3 separate regions of the Mus musculus genome follow, and all the other regions are linked to region 1. A link is a contact called in public HiChIP or PLAC-seq data. All regions are on one chromosome and are shown on one strand. Each heading gives the region's core, a stretch centred on a gene start, on an enhancer-like site or on the middle of the called end of the contact. The rest is flanking DNA. Distances are from core to core; before and after follow the strand shown. Region 1 overlaps Ppp1r9a (protein phosphatase 1, regulatory subunit 9A). Region 2 overlaps Gm20714 (predicted gene 20714). Region 3 overlaps Sgce (sarcoglycan, epsilon).

Evidence for each region. HiChIP or PLAC-seq counts read pairs in DNA pulled down with a chosen protein or histone mark.
Region 2: a contact with region 1 is called in an H3K27ac HiChIP or PLAC-seq map of embryonic stem cells, with 2.7 times the contacts expected there. The contact joins two enhancer-like sites. A contact is called at or near these places in 16 of 484 Hi-C or Micro-C datasets (arterial endothelial cells, bone marrow-derived macrophages, cranial neural crest and 4 more), 6 of 115 datasets of contacts at active chromatin or transcription factors (embryonic stem cells and stem cell-derived neural progenitor cells) and 3 of 9 other capture datasets (adipose tissue, embryonic stem cells and liver).
Region 3: a contact with region 1 is called in an H3K4me3 HiChIP or PLAC-seq map of embryonic basal ganglia, with 5 times the contacts expected there. The contact joins two enhancer-like sites. A contact is called at or near these places in 1 of 15 datasets of contacts at CTCF or cohesin (the NIH/3T3 cell line), 2 of 484 Hi-C or Micro-C datasets (bone marrow-derived macrophages and myocytes), 5 of 115 datasets of contacts at active chromatin or transcription factors (embryonic basal ganglia, embryonic limb bud and embryonic stem cells) and 2 of 9 other capture datasets (adipose tissue and embryonic stem cells).

What each region holds. Positions count from the first base shown.
Region 1 is chr6:5,109,310-5,112,009 of GRCm38.p6, forward strand. It overlaps Ppp1r9a (protein phosphatase 1, regulatory subunit 9A), which reads left to right. Exons shown (of 16, transcript NM_001363809.1): 8 at 1,691-1,744. Among named protein-coding and RNA genes, the nearest start is that of Gm46949, 43 kb to the right of the region's middle. Within about 2 kb of position 1,277, at least 212 of the 459 cell types and tissues checked have an H3K27ac peak or open chromatin away from gene starts, as enhancers often do. A contact at or near this core is called in embryonic basal ganglia, where this site is marked.
Region 2 is chr6:4,809,440-4,812,139 of GRCm38.p6, forward strand. It overlaps Gm20714 (predicted gene 20714), which reads right to left. Exons shown (of 4, transcript NR_157243.1): 3 at 1,886-2,183. Among named protein-coding and RNA genes, the nearest start is that of Gm20714, 5.5 kb to the right of the region's middle. Within about 2 kb of position 1,427, at least 7 of the 459 cell types and tissues checked have an H3K27ac peak or open chromatin away from gene starts, as enhancers often do.
Region 3 is chr6:4,689,409-4,692,108 of GRCm38.p6, forward strand. It overlaps Sgce (sarcoglycan, epsilon), which reads right to left. Exons shown (of 11, transcript NM_011360.3): 7 at 2,021-2,232; 8 at 1,061-1,087; 9 at 171-359. Among named protein-coding and RNA genes, the nearest start is that of Gm38761, 36 kb to the left of the region's middle. Within about 2 kb of position 1,438, at least 2 of the 459 cell types and tissues checked have an H3K27ac peak or open chromatin away from gene starts, as enhancers often do. A contact at or near this core is called in embryonic basal ganglia, where this site is marked.

The sequences.
Region 1 (2,700 bases), core at 27-2,526:
GCGTTCTTACTGAAAGCTATAAACAGAGCCCACACTCAGATTAGTTTAAACAACAGAGTAGATATTTTTGTTAGTAATGGATGGGAAAAAAATCATCCAGGCATATGAATTTGCTTTATTCTCTAAGAATATAATACCTCTGGAAAATAATTCCTTGTGGTTGTATATACATTTCCATGTTGTATATTAAAGAATATTCTTTTGTGGCTTTATTCTTGAGTGGCAGGTTATCATGGCTGTTTATTTGAGAGAGGTGTGTGGGGGGGTGTTATCTTTACAGCATCTTGCCTAGAGCCCCTCAGTAGATGCTTATAAAGTTCATCTTTAATTTTTTAGAGAAATGGCACAAGATCAGAACCTAGATATCCAAGATCTAATCCAGTTCTAGTGTTGGTTTTTTTTGTACAGTTAGGTTGATCATTTGCTCTGAGCCTCAGTTTCCCCACATCGCTGTACTCACTAAGGGATCAGGATTTCTGGTGAGCACAAAAGACCTCTGCCAGTATTTTTCACTGAGAAAGCTTGGTGTAGTTTCCTTGCCTGGCACACTCACACTTTGGGTATCTGCTAATGGCATCTGAGTGAGACGGACCACTAAGATTGTGGCATAAAACCAAGAAACCCAGATTCGGTACAGTCCTAACTCCGAAGTACTTTGGACAAAAAAAAAAGGGGGGGGGGTGAGATGGTGGGATGTGGTCTTCAGTAACTTTGTGGCAAACCAATTTAGGATTCAGCATAACCAAAAGAAACAGTGCCACCTGCATCACTTAGTGGCTGTGCTCAGCTGCAGAGCAGAAAATGTTCATGGGCTTGGCTGCAAAGTGTCTCCCTCCCCAGACCCTCCACTGGGCTGTTTGGACCTATAAAACCGGGAGAATTGGGAATTTCAAAAACATCCTTCCCATCAAAAACATCCAGAGAACAAATTGTGAACCTGTAAACTGTTTTCCCTAAATTCAAGGGTGTTTAGCCCTTAAAGAAATGAATGACCCCTAGAAGGAAAACAGTCGTGGTCGGGGAGGGAGTGGGGGCGGGGGAGTAAAGCAAACAAATGGCAAAGACCACTATTGTGTTGTAAAGAAAATGCTTTGGGGCTTGGAGTCTTTATACAGGTAGATCTTTTGGAAGGCAGAATTTTGAATCTGTACCTTTCCTGCGGTTAAAAAGGAACACAAACGGAAAACAAACCGGAGATTTCTGTGCCACTGCGTCCCACTCCTTCCTCTGCTGCAGAGCTGCTCTGCGGAATGTGAGAGCGACTCACAGAGCCACAGCGCCACCTTTCTGCACGATGTGGGAATGACTCTTCACACTGTGCGAGGCCTGTTGACTGGCTGGCTCAAGCCATTCTGTGGGCGAGCCTCAGGAAGGAAACAGCTCCTGGACGCTCAGATCGTAAAGGCAGAGCAGCAGAGGCCAAGAAATGAGTTTTCTTTTCTTTGGCCCCTTAGCAATTAAACTGGTAACTTAATCGGATATTAGGGACCGTGAGTCATAAACCCTATGTTTAATTAGTTTGCACCCACTGAGTCATTTTACATGCTAGACATTTGTAATTACAACCTGCTGCAATGCAGCAGGGTCCTGAGCATTTTTTTAATTGTGTCATAAGATATTCTTCTCGCTGCTGAGTCTTTAAAAATATAGAAACACTCTTAGTTGAGATGTTTTTCTTTTCAATTTTCAGTTGCAAATCAAACATGCAGTTACAGAAGCAGAGATTCAAAAATTGAAGACCAAGGTAAGCACCGCTCCGTGGTGTTTGAATTGTACTCTTTAAACTTCAGATACTCTGGGAGTAATGGATTTGCTCCCGTGCACTTGAGAGCATATTTCCATGAGATGGTCATTTCCAACATTAAGTACATCGATGGACCTGTCTTGAGACTGAGCATAACCGCACATAACCAGAGAAGGCCACAGGGCACTTGGTGTTTTAAGTAGATTTAAACTGTTTAGTCTCTCTGAAATTTCATTAAAAATAATATTTTTAATGGCTCAAGCATCTGTGTATTAATTTCTAAAATATAAGCTGGTATAGCAAATCTCCTTTCTGTCATTTACCTTATAATAATTTCAGCTAATTTACTGGAAGCAATGTATTGTTTTAATGTGGAACATTAATTTCTTTTTAGGAAAAACTTCCCATGTCTAAGAAGTAAAGTTATAAGCTCATTCTATGCATTGTGTAATTAATTTAGATTCAGCTGCTACTGGAAATCTTGAGATATACTCACTTCACATTATTTAAATTTGTTGAAGAGAAAAATATTAATAAAAGAAAATATTTTTAATCTCTATGAAATAGTGAGACATCAAAGGAAACTGTAAAATTCTTGTACAAGATACAGTTCTAGCTATTGTTGTTCATTTCTATCAAATGTATGTTTTCAGAGACTTAAAAATATCTTCAGTTGCTTTCAAACGATGCTGTATTGTTTCCATAGTCTTTTTAAAATTACAAAATAATTATTGCCTACGTCGAGTGATCTGTTTTCTGATTCACAGTGAATACATGCTTTGGGTTTTCCATGTGTTTTAAATGGAGATGAGTTAGCTGGTTAAATGGAGATGAGTTAGCTGGTTAAATGGAGATGAGTTAGCTGGTTAAGTGGAGATGAGTTAGCTGGCTACTTTGGTTAAGTGGCATTCCTGACTAATACGCTCTGGAGCTCTCTAGTCAAAGCTTATTTCAGC
Region 2 (2,700 bases), core at 177-2,676, 300 kb before region 1:
TCTCCAGAAGAGCTTACAGAACCATAGTTGAGTTATGTAAAGAGAAAAATAATGGGGCAACAGGAAACTACGGCGCATTCCTAGAAAATAGCTCCAGGCAGATTGGAAAGGTAAAGATGAGCCCCTGTTATAGCAGCCTTTCTTCTCGGCTCGTACAAAAACTAAACCCAAACTTGGAAATCTAATTCAAAGGCAGACATGAAAGTGTGGAACAGCCTCTTCTTTAAACTACAATACCTAGCAGAAGAGTTGGAAATGTTCTAGAACAAAAAAGAAACACAAGGGAAACAAAAAAGAAACACAAGGGAAGACACATGTGTGGCCCAACAGGTCACGTAATTAAAACGAACCATGTCAACCAATCCTTATGGACAAAGACACTTTCAGTGTTATAAACAAGTAGGACATCAGAAAAATGATTGCTTTGTCTTTTAAGAGAGAATCCAGGAGGAAGAAAGCGCCCACCATTCAGATCCGTGGCAGAAAACTAAGCAGTTCTCAAGTACCCACCACCCAGCCTCGCCCAGTACCCACCACCCAGCCTCGCCCAGTACCCACCACCCAGCCTCGCCCAGTACCCACCACCCAGCCTCGCCCAGTACCCACCACCCAGCCTCGCCCTTAGACACTCTCCATGACAAATGCAAGCACGGATGCTTGGTCTCCTTAGTTCTTCAGAATGCTTGCTATTCTCCCTCCTCATGGCCAATGTACCTCAGGGGTTATAGGCATTTCACATATTCCAATTTTTTTTCTACATATCATCCCTTCTTGTCTAAGGAACATTTCAACATTCCTGGGATTTAACATCCCTGATAGTTGAAAAGAAAAAAAAAAAAACTTAGTAATAAGACACAATATGAAATGTGGAGGCAAAGGCAGGCAGATTTCTGAGTTTGTGTCCAGCCTGGTCTACAAAGTGAGTTCCAGGACAGCCAGGGCTACACAGAGAAACCCTGTCTCAAAAACCCAAAAAAAAAAAAAAAAAAAAAAAAGGAAGGTTCCTGAGGCGTTCATAGCTACAGCATTTCTGTGCAAGTCGAAACTGTGCCTTCTCCACTGCTTTTCAGATGTATTTGAGATATAAATCATCACAGTGTATCTTACATTTGAATGGCTAAATATTCCATTGTCATTAGACGAAAGGTGATATGACAGAACTTGGGAACTCAAGTGGAGCCTACAACACATACTGTTACTCGCAAAGTCTGCACCCAGATCTTTTGAAACCCGAAACAAAGAGAGAAAACCCTAGTCTAGAATTGAAGTGTTTCTATCAAAAACTCTTGGTCCCAGCACTCAGAAGGCACAGGCAGATGCTGTCTATAAGTTTAAAACCAACCTGGTTTCCATAGTGAATGCCAGGCCACCAGAGCTACATAGCAAGACAGATGAAACAAACAACAGCAATATACCCAAAGAAACCAAAGAACAAAAGATCTGGCCTGGGATTCAGGTACACTTCTGAAATCCCAGCACTTGGAAGGCAAAGACAGAAGGATCAGGGGTTCAAGGCTATCCTCTGCTACATAATGAGTTTGAGTTTAAGGCCAGTCTTAGCTACGTGAGAGCCTATCTCAAATATACAGGTCGTGTCTGTGAAACTGTCCCAGTTAAAAAAAATCAAGCATACCATGTGTACGAACTCAAAGCCAACAGCAGCAGTTAGATCTGTTATTCCAGCATGTGTTTTGAAATCGTATATCACTATATCACCTAACCATGGCTACATTTATGGAGGGGGTCTGAGTTCCTTGGGATGAAGTTTAGACTTTTCCCTGTGGCAGGCAGGATCTGGCTATTACTCTCAGCATTATTCCAGACAACCTTCTTCCTTGTTTATTTCTATTCCATGACAGCAGCCCGCCATGTGTTCTCCACAAACCTTGGTTGTCTTCGTGATTACTGTTCCAGGAACTTCCTCATTCTTGCTCTCAATGTATCAGACACATCTCTGTTTCTCCTCAGCCAAGCTTCCCCTGACCGGTGCCTTTAAACATGATACTTCCAGGTGTTCCTCAGCTCAGTGTATGTACTTTCCTCCAACTTTGAGTTTAGAAAAACTGCATCTTGGTATTTCTCCATGGTCTAGTTCAGGGCCAGCAAATGTTTTCTGGGAAGGACCGTGTACAGTATGCTTGTGGTTCGTGGTCCATATGGTGTCACATCATACAATTCTGTCACTGCAGACATAAACAAATGTAAGCAGACGGTTCTGCTGTGCGCCAGAAGAGCCCGTCTGAGGGCAGCAGGCCCCATCCGGCAGCATTGGCTGGGGCTTCCCCTTCTGCTACAATAGAGAAATGAGTCCTCTCTAAGAACAGTTTTCCCATTTTCCCAATAGGTTATCCACTCCCAAGAGGTGAGCATTAAACGCATGTGCATATAAGCAATTTGAAATGGACTCAACAGTGTGCGTGTGTGTGTGTGTGTGTGTGTGTGTGTGTGTGTGTGTGTGTGTGTGTGATATAACAATAATAATTAAAGAGGACACCATGAATTTGAGAGAGGGATGTATAGGAAGAGGGGGAGGGTGGGAAAATATGAATATAGTGTGCATACATGAAATTCTCAAAAGATTAATTAAAATTTTAAAAGTTTTTAAACATTGATTTTAAATTTTAAAAAAAGAAAAACTGTTTTACAAAAGTGGGTTTGAAAATATGGCTACTCCATTACAGCAAACAAGTAAATAAAATG
Region 3 (2,700 bases), core at 188-2,687, 420 kb before region 1:
ACCTTGAACTGATTCGATTACATTTCTGTCAAGCCAAGTGATGATATTTTGACACAATGTTCTCCAATAATGAACAAACAAAACCAGTAACAGCTAAATGCTACGGTTTGGAGGGATATTGGTAAAAGCCCCATGCACGCTGGCGCCTGTGTTCCCACATGGGTACTCACTGCTGTGCCTGCATCAACGGCATGTTGGTGCTGTCGTAGTTGTCTGTGTGCGTGGGAGGTATAACCTCTCCAGTTACAGGGTGGAACACGGGCAGGGTAGACAGGGGCCATGCAATCTCTCTGTTTTTGGACATGTCTCGAAGCTCCTTGGTAGATTTCTGAATCGAGCTGTGATGGACAAGCTGGATACTACATAAAATAAGAAATAAAACAACATATATTTAAAATGACGCACTAGCCGTAATGAGTTGCCTATTTGAAAAGGTCATTTTTTTTTCTTTAAAGATAAGACATTATTGCTTGGGGGGGGGGGGCTGTTCTATAAACTAGCTCAGAAAACATACATCTCATATACCTTTATGTAAATCTCAAGTTAAAACTCAGCTAGGAAACACTATTTTAATATTAAAGCCCAAGTCATAAACTAGTTACCTATTTATTTTCTATGATTAAGTGAAAACTAGGATAGCTTTTTATATTATTGCTTCTGTTGGGGGCATTTATAAATACTCACGGAAGTTTCATTCTATGGCAGGTTATTACTGCAGAGTCAGGGCAAACATGTATGAAAGGGCCCTGTCATTTGTCCTCTGGTTTATAGAAATGCAGGTTGGGAGATCGCATACTATAAGTGACATGTTAATATTCTGAATCTGAAATGGTTTAGGTTTAATGTTTATCTAGGTAGCCTTAGCTTTTGAGCCCTTTTTATTTTTTAGCGTCTACCCAGCCTAAACATCTCTATTTAGAAAGCAGCTTTTCGAGTTTGTTAAGTCAACTGTGAGGGATGGCAAAGGAAACGAGAGCATGAGACACATGTGCGGAGCATGATGGGTAACCGAGAAGCGACACACAATGAGAAAGAAAATAACAGCAAAGAAGACACTTACTCTGGGGTTTGCATGTCTCTCTTTTCCCTAGAAACAAAACAAAATTTATGAATTAAATAATAGCATTGATATTCGGAACATTAAGACTCTATGCTCATGGGACCCTGTGGGATGTGGCAATGCTGATGTCGGACTCAAAACGCAACCAGGCAGCATTTGCCACCAGGGTTATAGATGACTTGGATGAGTACACATACAGTAATGGAATACTGATGAGAAACACACAGAAAAATGGAAAAAAATGGAGATTAAGAATGAAGCTCCTGATTGAAATAAACTCTATGACATAATGAAATCGGGCTACATGGAGAATGGAGAATGTGTTCCTTGCTGCTTTATGAGGTTTTGAGCCTTTGCTTTGTTACCCTGACTTTCAAGTAATCTCGGGAGATTATCTTAATTGACATAGATGTCCTGAAAGTGCTAACTATTCATGAAGGGAAGACTCATTACTCAAATGATACCTGATTTTCATTCATTTACTCCTGGGTTATTTTTTTTAATATATTTTAAACATTTAGATTGTGTCACCCTGTTTGACAGCAGAATGACTTCAGGAAGAATTCTGACCCTCAGTTTTCATCACACTGACTAAGACAATTTATTTATTTAAATGCAATTACCATGTCAATAGACTCCTGTCTCTGCTCACACAAGATGGCTTGCATAACCACGGTGTCTAGCCTCAATTATTCTTGGGACTGTTTTTCCATCATGAATTTATATCTAGCCTTAATCATTTCTGAATAAAGTAATTTTGGCCCCTAATTTGTTTGCTAGACTCACAACTACTTTAATTCATTTTTAAGGGAATAAAGTACTGCTGTTTGATCTGAACAAAATTTCAATTCATTTACAGTGTGTTTTATGAACTGGATGCAACTTTGCTTTTAATGGGCGTGTCTACATCATCGTCTTAGCGGGCTTGCCAATTCTTTATTAGTGTTTGAAAGTACTCACACTCCTTCCCGTCGGCAGCACATGATATAAGCGAGTATTAGGAAAAGCACCAGTGCTACCGCCGAGGGCACAGCCAGGGTAACGAGGAAATCCGTGTAATAGTCTCGGCTTTTCAAAGAATCCGAAGGGGGCTTGTACTCCCCGCCGTCGGGCAAAATGCCCTCGCCACGAACTACTTCCTGATAGGTGGACACTTGCTTTGTTTTGTCAACCTGATATAAAAAAGAAAATTGCACATCAAATTAATCACTACCAACATTAGATTTGAACACCTAGATACACCAAAATAGTCTTTGACAAATTACCTTCAAAAGCAGATTCATTTTCCAATTACTTTATCATTCTGACTTGTTATTCTTTATTAGAGCTGGGCCAAGCACAAATGAAAGTAGTAAATACTTTCTCTTGGCCTATCTTCCCTATCCTTCTTGCTTAAAAAAGCACAAACATACCTGCATGTAGTCAAGATGTGTGTGTGTGTGTGTGTGTGTGTGTGTGTGTGTGTGTGTGTGTGTGTGTGTTTGTGTGTGCTTTCTGGTTGCAAAATAGAGGTTGTTGATATCGGTATGTGCATTTCTTGTGAGCAGGTAGTTCAAATGTTTAACAAACTGGGTGGGAAGCCTGTGTACAGGGATGGTTTGTCAGGTTAGTAAACAAGAAAAAAGGAAATACAGAAAGAC